Linked DNA regions of Mus musculus: region 1 is linked to region 2. Evidence: chromatin contacts called from public HiChIP or PLAC-seq data. All regions are on one chromosome and are shown on one strand. Each heading gives the region's core, a stretch centred on a gene start, on an enhancer-like site or on the middle of the called end of the contact. The rest is flanking DNA. Distances are from core to core; before and after follow the strand shown.

Region 1 (6,253 bases), core at 1,795-4,294, 68 kb before region 2:
TTTTTTTTTTGGTTTTTTGAGACAGGATTTCTCTGTGTAGCCCTGGCTGTCCTGGAACTCACTCTGTAGACCAGGCTGGCCTCCAACTCAGAAATCCGCCTGCCTCTGCCTCCCAAGTACTGGGATTAAAGGTGTGTGCCACCACTGCCCAGCTTACAGCCAAACTTCTTATATGAAAATCAGAATGGTTAACCTTCAGGTCATCCACTACTGTCTTCGGCACCTATCCCACCTCCTAACATACAAGGGTGACTGACTGTTTCTCTAACCATCAATTATCAGTTTGCCTCTCGGTTTATCCAGAATCTCCAGCGGGTAGCTCAGGTTGTCCTCACCCTCCAGGGCCAAATAGACTCACTGGCTGCCATAATGTTAAATACAGTGAGGGGAGAGTTACTAATAGTAAAGAAGTCTCTGCCTCTTCCTCGGGGAGGAATCAACCAGTCAGGTAAAATAAAAGATAATATCTATCCAGTGGCAGTGGCACATGCCTTTAATCTTAGCACTGGGGGGGGGGGGGGATCTCTGTGAGTTCTTGGTCAGCCTGATCTACAGAGTGAGTTCCAGGACAGCCAGGGCTATACAGAGAAACCCTGTCTCAACTTCCCTCCCACCCCCCAAAACAAGCTTGGTATGGTGGTGCACATCTTTAGTGTCTCAGTACTCAGGAGGCAGAGGCAGGCTGTTTTCTGTGGGTGAAGCCAGCCTTGTAGCAAAAACTAAAAGCAGAAGCAAAGCAACGACAACCGAACAAACAAAAAACCACAACCTTCACTCAGGTCAAGATATAAATACTCCTCCATTTACAAGTCATATCCCCACCCCACCCCCACACAAAGAGTCATCACAGGAGTAATTTCAGGCTGGAGCAACATGTGTTCTCTTCATTAAACTGCTACGTGCTCTGGTCAGGCAAGGATGATTGTCGAGGCATTTGATAAAAATCTACAAAACGAGCCCTTTCCTTGAGAAGTCTATGCACTTCCAGGGCTCCTGGTCAACAAGCCACTCAGGAGTCATTTACAAAGCCTAAGATAAGGACAATATATATTTGTCAATGACATATGTGTGAAGCATTGTTCTCCAACTACACAACATCTACCATAAGCCCACCTATATATATAGTAAGAGTGTATATTTGGCTGGGAGAATGGGTTCTTTCTGTTGTTATATTTTAAATGGTTCTACATTCATATATGTTGCCTTGGTAACCTAACCGTATAATATTTTTATATAGAACGTGACATCAAAGACCTATTCTTCTGTCTGTCTGATGCTCCTCATTATACCCTTGCTTCTGGGCTTTAATAAAATAGGCCACTTACAAACCACATTTCTCAATGGGAATCAATAGTTCCTTGAACCTCCCCCAGACACTTCCTGCCTAAACTACTGCCCACGCAAAACAGCCCTTTAAACTGCTCTACCAGAACAAACGGCTTCTGTTACCCCTGAGTGCACCTCTTAGTACATGGATTCTACCCACAAACCTCTCTTGCTCCTGTGAGGTTCCTGCCCCCTCCTATCATCTGAGTCACTCAGAGCCTCTATCTCCTGAGGTCAGCCTTACTGAAATGCTGGATTGAAGTTGAGAATTTCTCAGTTGGTTAACTACAAGGTTGCTCTTGCAGGTTTCTCTGGAACCTGCCACAGTCCTCACTCCTACAGATGCAGCTCTTGGATCTCACCCTGAAGCAGGTGGAAAGGAATGGAGGTCTATGAATATGTACTTATTGTAGCAAGTCAGTGACCTTGACATCCCGCTGTGTGTATCAACCCAACCCCAATGTTTTGGATGACTTGATCTGAAATGATATATTTTATACATCACAGGTAAAAAGCTTCTCCATAAAGCCTAATTGGGAATTCTCTAGTCCCTGAGTCAACACATCGGAAAGGTTTTTTTTTGTTTGTTTGTTTGTTTGTTTGTTTGTTTGTTTGTTTTTTGAGACAGGGTTTCTCTGTATAGCTCTGGCTGTCCTGGAACTCACTCTGTAGACCAGGCTGGCCTCGAACTCAGAAATCCGCCTGCCTCTGCCTCCCGAGTGCTGGGATTAAAGGCGTGCGCCACCATGCCCGGCAACACGTCAGAAAGTTATTCAATAACTTTTTAAATTATTATTTAAAAAAAATGTTTATAGGCATAGGAGTTTTACCTATACAGGTCAAAATACTGGGACTGGAGACTGTGAGCTGCCATGTGGATGCTGGGAAATGAGACTAGGTCCTCTGGAAGAATGGCCAGCTCTTCTTCAGCCCCTTCAAGTTCTTTTCTGTAGAGTGTATCTACTCTTCAGTAGCATCTCCTTCCTTTCTTAATGCACCTTCCAACATTCCCAGAAAATCAATGTGGGCCAGGTGCGATGACAGTTATGAACCAGCCTACCTCCATCTTAGGGTTAAAAGCCATCGTATAGTAAACAGGTTCATTCCTGTTTGTGATTAAATCTGTTTCCCAAGGGCTGGGATATGCCTCACCTGTAACCTTAACTACAAATGGTTCTGTACTGCCTGCTCCAGGAAGTGCCAACCATGTCTTTCTTTCAAAAGGTTGTTATGACCACCTTCGTATGACCACATTGTTATGACCACTTGTTATGCTGTTCCTGTAACCCTGCCCATTAGCCCGCCAAATCCCCCATTTAGAAATCCCCTATAACTGAACTATAAAAACCCTTATCTTGCCCATGTCCAGTGTTGACCTCTTAAACCCCAACTTAGGGAGAGGCAGCCAGTATACGTGAATTGAGAAGCTTGTTTTGATTAATTTGCCCATGATGATTTGGGTGGGTGATTTTTCTCCTTGAATCTTTGGGGTTAACACCCCTTGCTTTTAATCCCAGCACTCAGGAGGGTAGAGACACATGGACCTCTGTGAGTTCCAGGCCATCCAGAGCTACATAATGGAACTGGGGACAATACCTTGGGGTGGGGGTGAAAGCAGTGAGGGGGTTGTTGAAATGTAAACAGTCTAAGGCACTCCCTTCCTTGTAGGACATTCAGGAAGGTCATCTGGGAGTGGAGGGTTGAGAGAGGTGCTTAGAAAACAAGGGCAAGGCTGCCAAAACAAGGCACCCAGGGCAACCAAGAGGACAGTGAGCAGTGAAGGGGTTGGTTGAGACTGGAGGCCAGCCAGCCAGCCCAGCACTGAAGTTTAACTGCAGGAGCTAGAAGGGAGGGAGGGAGTCTGGGTCTCCTTTCATGTCTTGGTGAGGTTTGGCCTAGTCCTAACTCAGAATGTTCCAACTTTTCCTTTTTACTGGTTTTTGGTGTGTTGTTGTTGAGTTGTGTTTTTACCAAATATGCTTTTCCCCAGGCATTTGATTTTCCTTGCTCAGTCTATGAAGCTGCCTGCTGCCATGTGGCTAACCTCCAAACCAGCTTAACTCAAATGGCTTTTTCTGTTTTATTCTCACTTTTCCTCTGGGCAGCTACTGAGATCTACAGCTTGGGATGTTTTTCTTTTAGACTCTAAAAAAGTGAATGAACAAACTTTGTCTCTTGTTGACTTTCAGACTTGGTTTGCCTTTTAATTATTTCATTGGTAGAGAAAAGAAACCTGTTCCCGCACCTCCACACAGTAAATGCTGGCAGAGGCTCGTAAGTCTCAGGATGTGAGCCCTGGGCAACCTTCTCCTCTAAGTTCCTACTGCCTACCATCACCGATTTCTCCTGGGCCCTAGCCAGGGTGGAAAGGAGGCAGAGAGAATGGCAAAACCCAGAGGTCTCATCTTAAAATGAACAGCAGATAGTTATGGCACAGCTACTTTAAGTCATTGTAGCCTGGACACAATGATTTATGTCACCCCCAAATTCCATGTTCCAATGTGGAAACAGTTTCATGAAGTTTTATAGTTTCACAGATCAAAGAAAGCCTTAAATCAAAGCAAGTTTAAAACACATTGGTGGGGGAGGTGGGGGGCCTCCGAAAAGATGGCGGCTGCTCCTGCCGGTGTGGGCCGCCTAGAGGAAGAGGCGGAAAGAACGGCTGAAGGCCCTCCGGGAGAAAACCGGGCGCAAGGACAGGGAAGATGGGGAGCCACAGACCAAGCAGCTCAGAGAAGAGGGAGAGGAAGTTGGGAAGCACAGGGGACTCAGGCTCAGGAACTATGTCCCAGAGGATGAAGACCTGAAGAGGAGGCGGGTCCCCCAGGCCAAACCAGTGGCAGTGGAGGAGAAGGTGAAGGAGCAGCTGGAGGCAGCCAAGCCAGAGCCTGTCATTGAGGAAGTGGACCTGGCCAACTTGGCACCCCGGAAACCTGATTGGGATCTCAAGAGAGATGTGGCCAAGAAGCTAGAGAAGCTAGAAAAGCGGACCCAGAGAACCATTGCAGAGCTGATCTGTGAGCGGCTAAAAGGCCAAGAGGACAGCCTGGCCTCTGCAGTGGACGCCACCACCGGACAAGAGGCTTGTAACTCTGACTGACAAGTTCTCCGTGTCCCATCTGATCTGTTCAGCACACACATCCTGTGGGAAGATGGTCTCAGGCAGGGAGGGGGTTAGGCTGGCCAGTACTTCTGGGTCTTGAGAACTGAGCCAACCTACTGAGTCTCAGTTTCTGTTGGTGTGACCTGTTCATCGCCCAAGGGTGCCCACCACCCCGAGTGGCTCAAAGCTGGGATCTGTACATATGTATGCAAACTGAGCTTTTTTCAACTTCTGCAAATAAACCTCTATTTAGTAGGAAAAAAAAAAACACATTGGTGGGACAGCAGAGAGATAGGCACAAAGAGATGAGAGAAGCTTTCCTGTGAACACAAGATCTATCTGATGACATTCTTAGCTTTTTTTTTTTTTAAGATTTATTTATTTTCTATATGAGTACATTTTGTGTCTTCAGACACACCAGAAGAGTGCATCAGATCCTATTACAGGTGGCTGTGAGCCACCATGTGGTTGCTGGGAATTGAACTCAGGACTTCTGGAAGAGCAGTCAGTGTTCGCTCTTAACTGCTGAGCAATCTTTCCACCCACATTCTTAGCTTTTGGGTTGGTGGAAGCTAGTGGTCTGCTAAGTTAATAGAGTTCTAAAGTTGTTTTTTTTTTTTTTGCTAGTTGCAACATGTCATTAGTTCAGACAGAGGTGGGTAAGGAATGCTGTTCTGGAGGTTGGGGTGGTAGCTAGAACTTAGCCCAAGCTAAGGTAATGAGCCCCCTGGACCTGCAACATTCTGATCTCTCTACAGTTCTAATCGGTCAATCAGTTTGCAGGCTTGGCGTCTTTTCATGAGTTTTCAGTACAGTCCTGGGAGAAGTGAAAGAGGCTTATGTTGGAGAGGAGAGATGGAGACTGGTGCCCGAGTACCCTTGATTCAGAGTTCAGAGGGCATAAAGAGGAAGATGATGAAGGCAAAGTTTAATCAGGAAAATATATAATGGTTGATCCATGCCCCACATGGTAGTGCATGCCTTTAATTCCAACAGCTTAGGCCTTGTCTGAAAGAGAGAGAGAGAGAGAGAGAGAAGAAGAAGAAGAAGGAGGAGGAGGAGGAGGAGGAGGAGGAGGAGGAGGAGGAGGAGGAAAGGAGAAGACAAGAAAAAAGAGAAAAGTGTTGGTTCATGTACAATGGGGGAAATTGGGATCTTTGAGAATGGCAGAGACCCCAGTGACTTCTCCTTATCTCACCAGCTCCAAGAGTAAAATTCACTGTTGTCTGTGAGGCAAGTTTAGAAAGGAATTTTATCATAAGATTTTACAGACAAGAACTTAAGAGAAGTAAAGATGGCACAGCGCCTATCCAAGAGAAGCCAGTTCCTCGAAAGCTAACAGGACCGTTTTTACAGGAGTGATGGCAGAAACAGGGTGAGGTACAGAAGCAGCTCATCGGGACAGCTGACACACCAGCAAGGTGTCCAGGAGCCTCTCCGTTTCAGTCAGATCCTCACAAATAGTTTCCAGGCTGAGGGGGAGGGGGTGGGGTAGGAGACCGGAGGCAGGGGCCTTTTGTGCTCACTTCTGTTGTGTAAAAGGCAAAGAGGAGGATAACAAGAAATCAGACACGGGACTAGGGCGCTCTCTTCTGGAATGCTTTGCCTCTAAGACATAACTAAGTACACTTCTGATCTCTGGACAAGTTTAAGAATCAGAACTGCTTGATTTCAGAGTTCCTTCCTGAAAACTGTCCGGCCAGTTTGTACCATCCCCTTGGGCTCGTTTGCATAGCACAGGCTTTCCGCACACAGTTCGACTTACAACTTTATGCATTGTGCCTCTCATACGAGCAGTATCAGGGCCAGAGGTACAGCTCCACA
Region 2 (6,718 bases), core at 647-3,146:
AGTATCTTCAGTTCCAGGGGATCTGATGCTTTCTGGCCCTGGGCGCCGGGCACATATGTCATGCACACATGAGGCAAAACACCCATACACATGAAATAAAGCTACATCTTAAAAAGAGAAGCCAAGCCGGGCGGTGGTGGCGCACGCCTTTAATCCCAGTACTTGGGAGGCAGAGGCAGGCGGATTTCTGAGTTCGAGGCCAGCCTGGTCTACAGAGTGAGTTCAAGGACAGCCAGGGCTACACAGAGGAAATAAATAAAGCCAAGGATGCTAGAAAATACCCTACAGTTTTTAATAAAGCCCCACAAATAAAGTCCTATGCAAAAATGTTGTTAGTATCACAGTTGAAAACTGCCCCAGACAGGAATGTGTAATGGTTTGGTTTGGTTTGGGTTTTGAGAACTCTATAGAGTAGCTATACGCTGATTGACCTGGACAGTTCTGAGCTATGTCCTAATTGCTAAGCAGATCCAGCTGCTCTCACTGAGTGTGAGTTGACAGGTTAGCTGCAACTTCACAGCGTGGCTTAAAAGAGTTGCCTCCGGTTTTCCTCTGAATTCGCTATGAAAATCTATTCTGTTGCTGAGGGTGGAGCTTAGGTGGTAGAACATTTGCTTGATACAAAGCTATATAAGCGGTGATTAGGCATCTGGAATCTCCATGCTTTGCAGGTAGAGACAGGAAGATGAGAATTTAAAGGTTTTCCTTAGGTATATAGTGAGTTCAGGGCTAGCCTGGGCTACATGAGACCCTATCTCAGAAAATGAAAATTAAACTATCTCAGCAGATTTGTTGTTACCATATCATTAGTTACTTAGTCACAAATATAATGGTGGATTCTACTTCTTTTATAAGTCTGTCTGAAACATTTAACACTTACTCTTTTAGAATGTATTGTCTGCTTTCTTGCTGACTCTCTGTTGCCTTTGCTGGTTCTCATTTCTCAGTCTTAGCTTGGACTGAGTTGTCTCCTGCCTTCAGTCTCTTGAGTGCTGGCACCTGTGCCACTGTGCCTGTCTATGTCTACAGTCCTAACATCCGAGAGTCCTCAGACAGTTGGCACAGGCATGTGGGGTGATTGTGTCCAGTCTTAAGCCATGAAATTCATTAGGATATAGGTAACTCCAGTTTTATATCTCTAGCCAGGACTGCCCTCCCAAATACCAAGCTGCCCTTTGGCATCTTTGCCTGGGTACAAATGTAGCACCCTGTCTTGGGGTTTTTATTGCTGTAGTAAAATACCACAACCAAAATCAGCTTGGGAAAGAAAAGGTTTATTTCACTTTACAGTCTGGAGCATTCTGTAAGGCAGTCTGTACAGGCAGGCACTAGAGCTGAGGCCCTGAGGTGTGCTGCTTACTGGCTTGCTCTGTTCACCTTGCTTAGCCTGTTTTCTTATAGCACCCAGGACCACCCACAGCGAGCTGGGCCCTCCCACATCAATCATCATTGAAGAAAATGCACCATAGACTTCTCATCTCACAGGCCAATCTGGTGTGGACAGTTTTCCCAGTTGAAGTTCCCCCTTCCCACACTCAAACTTGTGTTACGTTGATATAAAATTGATTGGCACACACTTTAAGTTTAAGGTATCCAAAACTGAACTTAAGTTCCCCAGCCTTCTCCTTTAGTTATTTCTTATTTAAGTGATCAGTACCCCCTCTGGTTCATGTCAAAACACAGACCTTGGCATTCTTTTGAGTTCTATGAATAGGTGTGTGTGTTTCACCTTCAGTTAATCAAATCCACTTGGATTTACTTTTCAACATTTAACCACATTTAACCACAATCCTCTTTCCTTTTAAGCTGAACCAAATTAGTGGCTTATCTTCAGAATGCCCTAATTCCTTCCTCTCCCCCTACAGTAGTCTTTTGTACTGAAGGCCTGTGGCCATAACCTTAGGGTTTGTATGTCTAGCTCACTTTATGCAGCTCCTCCAGCTAGCGACTCAGGGCAGGGCTGCTCACAAAAGGTCATAAAGGTCATTGGGTTCATTTTTTCTTGCATGTCAGTAGATAGGGGATTAACATAGTCCTGTAATGATAAAGGGGGGTGACAAGCAGTCTTCCCAGCGACCTTTGGGGGGCAGGGGAGGAGGGTGTGTGTGCTGAGAAAGAGTACTGCCTGAAGGTTTCTTAAGTGGGAGAAGGGCAACGAATGCTTTGTAATGTAAGTGTCAACCCACCCCAACCAGCAAGGCTAAGTCTGTAGATAGGGCTGGGAAATCCTGAGGAGCTGTGGGGTGGGGGTGGGGTCTGACTGGGCAAGGCCTTTGAGCACAAGAGCAGTGCCAACAGATTGCTCGTCATTTTTATTACTAAGGTAAGGCATACATAGGTGAGATGGTTTTACAGTTTAAGCAAGTACAGATACTGTGAGGGAATATACCTGGTTTATGTTTTATGAATACTCTCTCTGGTCATGCTAAAGACTCAAGGATACTCCAGATCTTCACCTTTCCCATAGGGACAATTCAGACATTCCAGGTCCTTCCCTTCACGTGCTTGCTTTTGAATGCATTCACGTACCCTAGTGTATGCAATTCTTTCTAGAAGTACACCCGTGGGAAGACCATTCCGCAGTCTGCCCTATCCATGGTTCACAGTAAGTCGCACAGGCGCCCACAAAGTACCTGTCTGTGTTCTAGGCTTGCTTTTTTTCTGTGCATGATGTTGAGGTTGAGCCCAGGGTCTTGCGTGTACCGTGCAAGCACTCTGCCTTTCAGCTCTCCCTTGCCCTTGAGCCTCTCAAGTGCTAGTAAGCCTGCACCGCCATGTCCCACCCTGATGGTACCTCAGGCCACTACTGCTGCCTCCTCTTAGATCATTAACTTCTCCTTCTTTTCCTCTGAGACTTGGAAAGGAATGGGGGCTTCTGAGGGTCTTTTAGGCTTCCTACCACTATCATCACTGAGCCAGTTCACTGACTGCAGGCCCTGCTTTGACTGAATGTCATTTGAGTCTGCTGGTGTCGTAACTGCCCCAAAGAGAAAAATTATACAAAGTGGCTGTGGTGGTGCAAACCTGTTAAGCTCAGCCCTTGGGAGGGAGAGGCAAAAGAATCACATTCCAAGCCAGTTTGGGATACTGTCTTAGGGTTTCCATTGGTGCAGTGAAACATGACCAAAAGCAAGGTGAAGGCAAGGGCTCTATTTGGCTTTCACTTCCATAGTGTCGTCCACCCTTGAAGGAAGCCAGACAAGGCAGGGACCTGAGAATAGGACCTGATGCAGAAGTCATGAAGGGCACTGCTTACTGGCTTGCTCCACATGGCTTACTCAGCCTCCTTTCTTAAAGAACCCAGGATGACCAGCCCAAAGATGGCCCCACCCACAATGGGCTGAGCCCTACCCCATCAGTCACTAAGAAAATGTTCTACAGGCTTGCCTACAGCCTGGTGTTATGGAGGCATTTTCTCAACTTAGGGTTCTTCTTCTTGGGTGACTCTAGCTTGTATCAGGTTAACATAAAACTAGCCAGCGCAGATACACAGTGAGACCCAGTCTCATACCAAACAAAAGAGAAGACAAATTCCTTTCCTATCGAGCAGTTACTCTAACTCCATCCTCAGGCCATGCCTCCCTATTAGGTACTTTGCTTTTCTCAAATTATCCCACTGTCATGCTCAGCTGCCTTTGATACTCAGTTTCTGCTTTCCTCTCCTTATTCTTTGACTCACCATGGCCTTGTATTGTGTAGTCACAATTAGCCCTGCTGCCATCCTTCAGAGGCAGACACAACTGCAGGGAAAGGCATCCCCTGACGAGAGGAGTAAAAAGGCACGGAAGGAGGAGCTGAGGGAGGAAGGGCTTTCCCTCCCTTAAGAGCTGGAAACGCCAGGCTCAGTTCCCAGCATCCACATGGCAGCTCACACCTGTCTGTCTGTCTGTACCTCCAGTTCCAGGGAATCCATGGCACCAGACATGCACATGGTGATAAATACACATGCAGGCAAAACACCCATACATAAAATAAATACCCATACATGAAGCAAAATAAATCTCTTTTTACTGAGAGAGAGAGCTAGAAGCAATGGAATTTATCCTAATGTTCTTTCCTTTTAGTTCTAGTTCCTGACAACTTCTCTTTCCATCTCCCTGCCCTCCCCCACCCCCACCCCCACCCCCACCCCAAATAAAAGCATTACAATAGTCCTCCACAGCAGATATGGGCAACTGCCAATTTTGCTTATATCAGAACATTGTGCTTGAGAAGGCCTGCACCTCAGCCCTGAACGGAGAGGCCGTGGAGAAGGAGTAGGGCTGTATTATGTTTGAGAGGCAGGTGACAAGAAGGGTTTCAGTTTAGCAGATGCCTGCATGGACTCAGAGCCCAGAATGAAGCTTATGAGCAGACAGGTCTTGTATGGCATGTGTTAGTGTTATCTAGAGGAAAAGAAATGGTAGACTGTATATATAATAAAGGGGGGTTTATTAATCTGACTTAACGGTATATAGTCCAGGTATTCCAGCAAGGGCTGTCTCACTCTGGAGAGGTTAAGCATCAGGGAGTTACTTGGTCACTAAGGCTGAAAGTCTCAGCATTTCCAAACTGGTGCTGGAGGCCTGGAAGATTCCCAGAGAGCAGTTGCTCTTTACTGTACATTAGAATCCTAAAGAAGTTGGTTCTAACACCAGTAAAGGAATGCAGGTATGGGATAGATAAACTTGCCAGTCAGACTGAGGAAAGCAGGGAGGAAACAGAGTTGTAGAGTTGAAAAGAAACAGGCACATGGGAAAACAGAAAGGGGACACTGAGTACTCAACAGGGAGAGAAGCCGTGTGAGTGTCTTAGTTAGGGTTTTACTGCTGTGAACAGACGCCATAACCAAGGAAATTATAAGAACAGCATTTAATTAGGGCTGGCTTACAGGTTCAGAGAGTTAGTCCATTATTATCAAGACAGGAGTGTGGCAAGATTCAGGCAGGCATAGTGCAGACAGAGCAGAGGGTTCAACATCTGAAGGCTGCCAGTGGAAGACTGACTTCCAAGCAACTAGGAGGAGGGTCTCAAAGCCCATACCCACAGGACACAACTACTCCAACAAGGCCACCTCTCCAAATAGTGCCACTCCCTAAGCATATACAAACTGTCACAATGAGTCTTCTAAACATTCAGTCAGCTGATGTGAGTCTCAGCATCTTGAATGGCTTGGAGCTCCTAAGAGGGAAGCACAAACGCAGGCTGGGACTGCTACTTCCTTAAACTTCCTTAAGCGTCCTTCTCCTGAGTGCTCCCTGCTTTGCCAATTTTCTGTTCTTAAGAGCGTCTTTCATTGTGTAACTTAGGCTGGCTTCAAATTCATAATCTTCCTGTCTCAGTCTCCTGAGTGTTGGGGCTGCAGGCATCTACTAGCATAGTGGACTTTCTTTTTTCTTTTTCTTTTTTTTTTTTTGGTTTTTCGAGACAGGGTTTCTCTGTGTAGCCCTGGCTGTCCTGGAACTCACTCTGTAGACCAGGCTGGCCTCAAACTCAGAAATCCGGCTCCCTCTGCCTCCTGAGTGCGCCACCACGCCCAGCCATAGTGGACTTTCTAACCGTGTTAAGTTTCTCTAGCCCACTTGCCAGCCTTAGTTGTACATTGCTTCTCTTCCTGATTTGGTGCCCACAGATCACAAGTTCTTGGAGAAGGTTCCTATGAAATCAGCCTCATGTTGGTAGAGGTTCCTACGAAATCCACCAGGGCTGGGTGCTACTGGGGCCTGGAGGAGGCAGTCAGCACCACTGTGGCCTATGGACAGAATGTGTGGTGTGAAGGCCTCATCAGTGAGAACTGTACTCACCAGTGGGTTTTAGACACGAGGTTAGAGAGGTAGAATTGAGAGAAAGCCTAAAAGGCTCCTAGCCCTGGAGCTGTAACTCTAAAAACGGCTGTCAAATATCATCTAGAATATAATCTTTGTGAATCTGAGGTGAATTGTTTCTTTCCCATCCTATTTTAGTTTCTTTAAGATTATTTTCATATCCAGTCCAGTTTTCCAGCCAAACTAGTGTTAAATCCCAGCAGAGACTAATTCTCCCATTGGCTTTGATTCGCAGAGGTGCACCAGGATCATAATGAGGGTTCAAGAGCCTAGGACAACAGCCCTCACATTTAGCTCTGGGAAAGTGATCTGCACAGGAGCTAAAAGATATGAGGACAAAATCCACACTGTGTTTCTGCTTCCCTCTTAGGAGCTCCAAGCCATTCAAGATGCTGAGACTCAACATCACCTGACTGAATGTTTAGAAGACTCATTGTGACAGTTTGTATATGCTTAGGGAGTGGCACTATTTGGAGAGGTGGCCTTGTTGGAGTAGTTGTGTCCTGTGGTCACTGTGGCCATCAAGAATTAGAAATATTTAAATTGGATAAGATAGCTCTAGCATTTTATTTCAGTTTAAGGTAAGGTTTTTTTCAGACTTACCCAGTCAGTATCCAAAAGACTCTGTTCTGGCCCACGCTCTTGATTTTTCACACTGACTTCTTTGTATGTATCTAAATGAAACTTGGAGCCTTCTAGTCTATGGTTTATGGATCGCTGGTCTCAGAAGCCTTCATTTAGATAAGATTGGGCAACTGTGCAAGATATATCCAGCAATGTATTTCAGCATTGTTTAAAATTAGTGAAATCGTATTAAATATCTAATGAGAGGGTATTGATTTAAGCCACTGTGTGGCGCACACACACACACACACACACACACACACACACACACACACACGGTGAACTGGAAG

Evidence for each region. HiChIP or PLAC-seq counts read pairs in DNA pulled down with a chosen protein or histone mark.
Region 1: an H3K27ac HiChIP or PLAC-seq map of embryonic stem cells shows a contact between it and region 2, with 5 read pairs. The contact joins two enhancer-like sites. A contact is called at or near these places in 1 of 484 Hi-C or Micro-C datasets (embryonic stem cells), 3 of 115 datasets of contacts at active chromatin or transcription factors (embryonic stem cells and microglia) and 3 of 9 other capture datasets (adipose tissue, liver and pancreatic islet).

The regions. Positions count from the first base shown.
Region 1 is chr14:50,976,617-50,982,869 of GRCm38.p6, reverse strand. It overlaps the pseudogene Gm8518. Among named protein-coding and RNA genes, the nearest start is that of Pnp2, 24 kb to the right of the region's middle. Within about 2 kb of position 3,044, at least 15 of the 459 cell types and tissues checked have an H3K27ac peak or open chromatin away from gene starts, as enhancers often do. A contact at or near this core is called in embryonic stem cells, where this site is marked.
Region 2 is chr14:50,906,814-50,913,531 of GRCm38.p6, reverse strand. No RefSeq gene overlaps it. Among named protein-coding and RNA genes, the nearest start is that of Klhl33, 13 kb to the right of the region's middle. Within about 2 kb of position 1,896, at least 8 of the 459 cell types and tissues checked have an H3K27ac peak or open chromatin away from gene starts, as enhancers often do. A contact at or near this core is called in embryonic stem cells, where this site is marked.